Regions from separate parts of the Cyprinus carpio genome. Here region 2 is linked to region 1. Evidence: chromatin contacts called from public Hi-C data. All regions are on one chromosome and are shown on one strand. The core of a region is the stretch at or near the end of the contact, and the rest is flanking DNA. Distances in the headings are between cores, read along the strand shown. Region 1 holds the start of LOC109062563 (signal transducer and activator of transcription 5B-like). Region 2 has its middle 34 kb from the start of LOC109053032.

Region 1 (4,307 bases), core at 1,129-3,628:
ATAGTTAAGCCAAAGGCTAATGATATCAACTACTTCTGCGTGTTCAACATGGTAGAGAACAATACATAAAAATGTATAACCATTCTGATACAACAACTTGTAGGTGACCATGTATAATTCATGTATAATCTTCCTTTTCTTCTTCTGGTTCAAACATATAGCAGAATTACTCCAATATTGCCACTTGCAATTGTATAGTGTTTACAACTTCGGTTAACCGATGAGGTAAGGGTGTAGAGTTTTAGTCAAGCCATTTTAAGGCATGAAAAAAATTATTTTCATGGGAAACACTTTTAAAATATGTCATTTTTATTATTAAAGATAAGTTTTAAGGGATACAATTAGTGACTGCAGGTGGACTTTATACAGCAATGCTCTATGTAATGCTTTTATGTATTTGCAGAGAAGACATTTTATTTCAAACATTTAGTTTAAAGGTCAAAAATACACACCATTTTGTCTGATCAGTGTGTCAAGCCTTTCAGTGTCTGTTAGCATTTCTCAGAGCTTGTTTTCACCAATTAAACATACTGAATTCGTGTTTGTAAGGTCTTGGAATGTCTAAGGTGTGATGTATTGTAATATAGTGAATGTCTGCACTGGTCGGTGTCTGTCAGTGCAGTGTGAATTGGTCTTAATTATCGCAAAGACTGCTCTTTCATAGTCCTGTCTTGTTAAGGTATCATCCTGGTCTTAGATGTCCTAAAATATACCGAAAGAAATAAAAAAGAAATTGAACAAATGTACGTTAAGCATCTAAAATGAATATGGAAGAGATAGCTCTGATCATTTGGGTTAGGAGAAATCTGTTCATATTGAAATCTCTGATGTTTGATTTGTGTATTTTCTTTCCTATAAAGTTAATTCTCTGTGATGGAAAACAGAAAGCAGTCTCTCAACATAAAACCTGCCTAACACTGAAACTTAGACAGCAGTTGGCACCTGACACATGGACCACTTTACCACTCATCCACTTTATTTTATCTCTACATTGAATGGATGACTGCATTCATAATGGTCATAATGTCATACTGCAGAAATGAACAAACTCATAGACTTTTACACTCATCTAATTACTGTTGATATTACTTGAAATGCTGTGACTAATAACACAAAACATGTAAGCAAATTAAACGACCTTAAAAACTGAGAAAGTATTCATAATTTCTTTGGAATACAAAAGGGAATACTATTTATTTTATTGCACAGAAGTGTGCATACAATCACTTTTTCCTAATTAAACTTAACATTATCCTTTATAATTGACTGAATCATTGTAATTAATCATTGCATTGCACTCTTGATCATGTCCACATCCATGACAAAAAACTACCCATTGACAAATGATTGACATATAGATTGATTAATTTACTGCAACTAATTCACTTTGCACAGAAATAAACACTTCGCTAGGCCTTTTTAGTGCATTTCAAAAGGCCACAGCAAAGCCACCTATTAGTATTCATACAATATTTATGACAAATAACAGCATGAGGGTGTTACATCCCAAAGTCTGAAGCTCACACAAGCAATGTCAGAACAACAGTGAGGAGAGTTTACAAAGAACAGACCACTCTCTAGTGCACACACAAAAAAAAGCGTAACAAACCAATGCCACATACAGCCTATGGGGAAGAGAAAGTAGGGCGTGAATTCGTGTAGGCGCTCGTGCTAAAAACTTAAGTATTTTCCACTATCAAACTAAAATATATATAACGTGACATTTAGCACAATCATATGGAAGTCCGCTCGCTATATAAGTAGGCCTTCCTCTCCTGCTATTTCCAGTAAAGTGAGTCAAATACAGGAAACTTGTTGAATATGTGAATTCACATGAAGGCTATGTCCCTCGCGTATTTTGTCATGGAGTATCCAGGCAAAAAAAAGGTTATGTCATTTTGGTGTCGTTTAAGTAGGCTAGTAGCCTATATATAATGGCCTAGCTAAACCGACTTCACAATCATACTGAGATTAAATTACTATAAAGTGAGATTTTTATTCGCAAGAGAGCTCTTTGATGGCTTTTTAGTCGTTTTTGCTCGCTCGCTTCGCACGATTGCGAATTTTCGTACAACAGTTACAGTAGAGGAAAGTAGGCTGTTACAAAACTCATGTTTCCTCCTTACAACAACACTAAGCGATAAACAAATTCAGTTCGCGATAAACTCACCGTGCGCGGTTTATATAGCAAATATACAATACTGTTAGAATATAACTTACCTGATTTCGACGCCAGCTCTTTAACACACGTAAAGAGATATAAGTCAGCGCCTTCCGTGTGCGTTTGTTGTTTTTTTTCTTTCTATCCACCTACTTTCACTTTACACTGACACTGAAGCTGCTGCTGCTGCTGCCTATTGGCCACCCTGATGCAGCAGTTCTTCTACCAGGTGAATGAGAAACTTTATCCGGCTTGACATTATTACATATATAGGCTATATATTATTTTTATATACACAGAACATTAGATATGTCATCGTTTTTAAATGTGCCAGAAAGTGCTTAATTATTTTAGTATGTTCAAACTTTTATCTTCATACATAAAGGGAGTATCTTCACACTTTTGTAAGTAGGCCTATCTTCGTTTTTATTGCCTTCCTACTTCAGCATTTTCCTTTCTAACGTCTTACTTTTGTGAGCCTGAATATTTTATTAAATTCATATTGCTTGTCCGCACGACGTCATGGTCTTAATGGTCATTCATTTCTTGCTTTAAGTTCATAATGTATTGCGTTTATTTGATTAACATTAATGGCACTTTATTTTTTTAAAAATATGCATTTAACCCCATTCTGTCAATGTGTTGTGTATGTATTACGTTTTGCAAAACAGTAATGCTAAAAAAAAAAAAACTTAAGAAAATGACCGAGAGAAAATCCTCTTCTTAAACACATAGGAATAAATAATTTACCAACAACGAATATATTGTAAATATAGGTATAATAAATTACAAATATAGGCCTAATATTCTCACTATAAATTCTAACTCACCTGAAAATAATAATATTAAAAAAAAAAATACAAGGAAAACGAATTAAAATGGTCAGATATCAAATTGTTGTAGGTAATATATTTAATGAACAAAGCTGCGCTACTGAAATTGTGCTGAAAATCAGTGAATCAGTGATAACTACAGAAGGACAAATTCAACTGTGGGATCACCACCAACGAGCACACGCAGACTAATATATCATCTACACATTCTCATTGGCTGTGAAGCAAAAGCAAGACAACATTTTATGCATCATGCTTGTTCATAAGAGGTAACTTTCTATTTATCAAGACACAACGTCACTTGTAGGCGGGGAAACAACGCCATTTCTGCTCGAAACGCTTGATTTCCAGTAAGAAGTTTCGAAAGAAGTTTCCGTTTTCTCAAATAAGCTCGATTTCTTTTGTGTTTTCATTATTCTGGTTTCTTATCTAAAAAAACAACAACAACAACAACAACAACGGAGGATATATTATATATTTAATGCACTAAAACAAAAAGCCAACAACGGAGGAGATATTATATATTTAATGCACTAAAACAAAAAGCCGGCAGTTCGGCAGTGTTTTAGAAAAAAATATTTTTTCATTGAATAAAATAAAATAAATAAATGTAATGTTTACGACTTTAAAACAGTTAAATTCATCAATGAATGTATGTAACAATATACCTCATTCTGAATAATTCATGAACATTGGACTCTCGTGAGGTGTTGCCTTTTCCGCGATTTATAAGCTTCTTTGTACGTGCAAGTTGCTTACATTTTTTTTCAGCTCCTTTCTCTAGAAGCATATAAATACTGAGTTTGGCGTATTCACGATTGTTGTTCTGTGAAGAAAGCCGCTAATTCGATCAGGCTACTTTGCTTGATTTGAAGTGGATCTGGCAGCAAATCATCGTTTAGATCAGGAAATGTTGAAGTCAGGAAACTGCATAGTCATTAGTAGGCTACGACTATATAGAATTATTTCTAATCTCACACTCACACAAAGAATAATATTTTCTTTTGCTCGCTGATATCTCTGAGAAATGACTAGGATAGTGTAGGCGTATAGAACATTAATAAAACAAGATTTTTACTCCTCCCAAAAAACATTATTTTGTGCTACCACTAGAGGGCAATGGGTCACTATGTGAAAAGCGAGCTGACCTGTGTTGGTCAAGTTAAGTTTTAATTTTGCAATAAAACTAAACGGTCAAAAAATAAAAAATTGTAAATGTAAAATAATTCTATATTTACAAGTTTTAAAGATTAGATTCAATCAAACTCGTCCCATATGGTCCATGTTCTTGCAGTGAAGTTTGTTTCAAGCTT
Region 2 (4,307 bases), core at 1,092-3,591, 57 kb after region 1:
GGAAAATATCAGAAGAAATGTAACGAAAGGTCACGTCCACTCAGAACCAGACTTGTTATTTGAAAACATCTGCTATGCAGCTGTCTGAAAAACATTACACATAGGCCTACACGGTGGCATTTTCAAGTTGAAAATCCTAGCAAGTAACCCACACTCAAATAACTTGTATACAAGAAAAAAGGCCAAAACTTCCTTTTTAAAACAATCACTCTCACGGGACTCCTGATAATTATGAGATGTCTGTATAAAACATCAAACAGTGAAGTACAACATGAGTTTCAAGATGTTTTGTCATACTTATGACATACTGATAAAAAAGCAGTGGTTTCATCAGCAGAGAACACCTATAATAAGCATTTAACATTTCATTTTCCCATACAAATACAAAAGTGCAGGTGTTACAACATGTTGCTCAATGCTCAGTAGGCCATTTCTCCCATGACATGGAGAAGCAAGCAAGTTTAGCACATTTAACCCAATATCTGTCAGCAGATCACATAGCTGTGATAAGCCCATATTTAAGGGAAAAGATATATGTTCTCATTTTACACCCCATGTACAGCCTCAAATCATGGGAGAACTTTTTCATAAAAGCAACAGAATAATTTATTTATAAACTCCATTTAATTAATTGTCACTTGAATATAGCTTAGACATTTTACAATTTAAAATATCATTTCGCCATAAAATGCATTTATTTATATTTTATCAGTACTAAAATGTTATATTTTTCTATTTCTAAATTTTTCCATCGCTGCCCAAAACACTATAGTAAACACCTACAGTACATAAGAAATAGGCCTACTGAAAGTACTAACGCAGTTTAACTATTTAGAGATTTTTATCAGAAACAATAACATTTATAGTATTTTAGTATTTGTTCCAACAGAACGGTTTTTAACTATTTAGAGATTTTTATCAGAAACAATAACATGCAGATAAGATAGCCACCGCTAGTCGGAGCGCTTTACTTCAAAACGGTTTTTGCCAGCGCTCACAAATGTTGTCACACGTAACGCTCAAATAGAGTATTATCAGAAACAATAACATTTATAGTATTTTAGTATTTGTTCCAACAGAACGGATTAATTTTAATGAGGCAAGACTGACACATACAAGCAACATGCTATATTTGCCAAAGAATTTTCAAGCTCCTTGTGGGTTTCAAATTCTAAAATCAGTTCCTACTTTTACATTGAAATGTATAAGGGATGTGTCGTGCAGGGCTGAATGTAAGTGCACTACTAAAATGAAACGTTGTGCAGATTTAATTTTGTGCAGAAAATCCCATGTGAAGGAAAGATGGTTGTTAGGCTATTGTTCAAATGCTGCCTGGATCAGCTCTATAGCTGCAGCTTTATTAAATGAGCAATGTCTTACTATAGCAATCTTTTAGAAGTAATACAATAAAATACAACGAAAATAGACCTATATATATCTATATATATATATATATATATATATATATATATATATATATATATATATATATATATATATATATAGGCTATATATATATACATAAACATAACCTTATAGTCACAGTGTAAATTCATTCAAACATTCAAAAGACCGAGCTTTATCAATTTTCCTGGAAGATAGAAATAGACTAAATACGACTTAAGAGGAATAAATGATTCAATCTTGCAGCCTGTAGCATGTCATTCATTAATTTATGTAATTATTTGGAAATTTCAAGAACACACTGAGTGTGACGTAAATTAAGCACTATAGCCATTCAAAATGCCTACAATACCCACAACATCCAGCAGCACCTTTGCGTTGTTTCTCCATGATGTTTGTAGTTCCAGCGCCGTTTTGATGCTGCTCAGGTGGTGGAGTTGAGAACCGCCGTGGCTTCTGCGATTGGTGGATGACTTGAGAGTGATATAACACCCTTCATTGCTTCACTGGACTCTCTTTATAGGTAGAGTCTGAAGGCGCCAGAGCATAAATCACAGCAGTTGGTTTGTAGTTATCCAGACTGCTCCTGACGGAATAACAGATCGACTGTGGCAAAAATAACACACTTTATCTGTTTTAACATGCAGGACTGAGCTTATTCAGAAAACAGTCTGAAATGAAGAGGTTTTATTTACTTTTATGCAAGATCATGCAAGAATCAAGTCGAGCTCATAAGCTTACAATACCTGCGAACTAAAATGCACATTTGTAATTTGGCCAGCAAAACACCGAAAGCAAATCGTTCGGTGCGTCTTCGATCAGGCAGGAGACATATTGACTGTGTGTGTTGACTGCATGCATGTTGTTCCTCCTCAGACACAGTTGGTGCAGGCGGTGGGCCAAACTGGGAGTGGGCTGCTGACTCAGCCACCAGTGGTGCATTCATTTATCTGCACTGCAGTGCTCCGCCGCACCCTCTCTCCTCTCTGTCTCCACCTCGCCTTGCACATACTGAACGCGGGGGGTGAGACAGACATTTTATGATAAAAAGCAGGTCCGTACCATGCGTGGCTGCTGCACCGATGGGTTGGGGATGGGATACCATGCGTCGTTAAGGTTTGTCGATGCGAGTAAAAGGAGGGAAACAACAGAACTAGCCAGGTGACTTGCAGAAAGGCGAGCTGGGACACAATCCTGCTCAGCTGTGAAATGGTGGAGAAGCGAGGAAAAGGTAGAAACATTTATGAGCGGTTTACAGCGCCCACGCTTCTTCTCTTTTGCGTGGTTTATTTGCGTCCTTTTCCTTTCTGCTATCTTCTTTTAAAACCCAAAAATGAATATTTTGACTTTTCTCCCAATTAATGAACAAAACCTGTTTGCTGTTAAGAACATTCTGGTGGTTATTTTTTCAATAAAATGAAAGTGAATGAGGACTGGTGCGGTCAAACTCCAAAATTACATAAAGCATAATAAAAGAGATCCATCTGACTCGTGCACTATACCCAAATCTTCTGAAGCCATACAATACATTTTGTGACACTAGCCGAAAATTTAGTCCTTATTTACGGAAAAAACTTGATATCTACCATAGCCGGTATATTCATGAGGAAAGTTACAATAATGTCCGTTTTGTAAATGATTTTTTAATGAATCAGAATAATCTTATAATGAATCTTTTTGACCCATGGCTTTTCTAATCTTTCATGATTTACTGGGTAATAATTAAATATATGATGTAAAAAATATTTTGTACTCAAATTTTCAAACATTTTGGAATATGTATTTAATATAAGAATGCCCATAGAGTTTTACAATTGTATTCATTTGCATAACTCTTCCAGGCCTAGAAATTACACTTTTAAAATTAGGCTTCCTCACCTTCAGGTTTTTTTTCAAATCAAGTTGAGGAGCTAATTTAATGAGAATTCATTAAAAATGATTTTGTCCCTGGTTGAAAACCATCTCAAGGTCAACTCATTGACAGTAAGACATGTCACTGTTTTTCACTCAAGGCTATTATGTGTATCAGATGGTTATAATATATAAAGTCACATGGACCACATTTTTTTTTTTTTTTTTTTTTTTTTTTTTTAGCATGACAGCTTCAATCCCCATTTATTGTCATTTTAAGGAAAAGAATGAGATGCACTATTCAAATTTGTCTCCTTTTCATGGTTAAACAGAAGAAAGTAACAATGAGGGCAAATAAATAATAATCCTTTAAGCAATGCTACACTGGTAAAAGTGCAAATCCATTCAACCAAAAGCTAGTGGTCAGGATGCAACCCCCCTGAGGTTAGGAGGTGAGGCATGTCAGATGAGTGTCACTGATACTTAAGCTCACAGCTAATAGCTTTCTATTGATCTCTCTGCTAAACCATGACTTACTAGATGAACAGAGGAGCATTTCTTGCCACAATTCACAGTAACGCTCATTTAGAAGTCCATGGTATTAGTACAGATCCCATCTTACCCCTGAGAATCATTTGAAAGTTTCTCATACTGTCAAACTCTCAATGACAAGACCACAACATTAAGGGTTTGAGATGACTTACTTTCTTCTGCTGAACTAAAAAGTGTTTTCTCAGTGTTTTTTTCATGTATTAGATGCTGATGGCGTCCAACTTTATTTTTGGACCCTGCTGATTAAATTAGATGAGCAAAAACAGTTGAAATAGCTTTTATTGTGTTCCACAGGAGAAAGAAATGCATATAGCATTGGAACAGTTGGAACAAGGATAAGTAAATAATGATCCAATTTTTTCCTTTTTGGGTAAACTATCACTTTAAGAGCAGAGAATTAAATTAAGTAAATAAAATGTAAAAGGTGTTAATAGTTTTATGGAGGTGGGGGGCAGTTATTACTGTAGCAGATTAAAGACTAATTTTGTGATGTGAAGTGT

Evidence for each region. A called contact is a pair of places that touch in the nucleus more often than the background predicts.
Region 2: a contact with region 1 is called in a Hi-C map of red blood cells, with 2.8 times the contacts expected there. The contact joins the enhancer-like site here to the promoter of LOC109062563 in region 1. A contact is called at or near these places in 6 of 8 Hi-C or Micro-C datasets (liver, red blood cells and skeletal muscle).

The regions. Positions count from the first base shown.
Region 1 is chrB23:16,610,371-16,614,677 of ASM1834038v1, forward strand. LOC109062563 (signal transducer and activator of transcription 5B-like) reads right to left here and starts at 2,379. Exons shown (of 21, transcript XM_042750911.1): 1 at 2,221-2,379.
Region 2 is chrB23:16,667,765-16,672,071 of ASM1834038v1, forward strand. No RefSeq gene overlaps it. Among protein-coding and RNA genes, the nearest start is that of LOC109053032, 34 kb to the left of the region's middle. Within about 2 kb of position 2,342, at least 3 of the 8 cell types and tissues checked have an H3K27ac peak or open chromatin away from gene starts, as enhancers often do.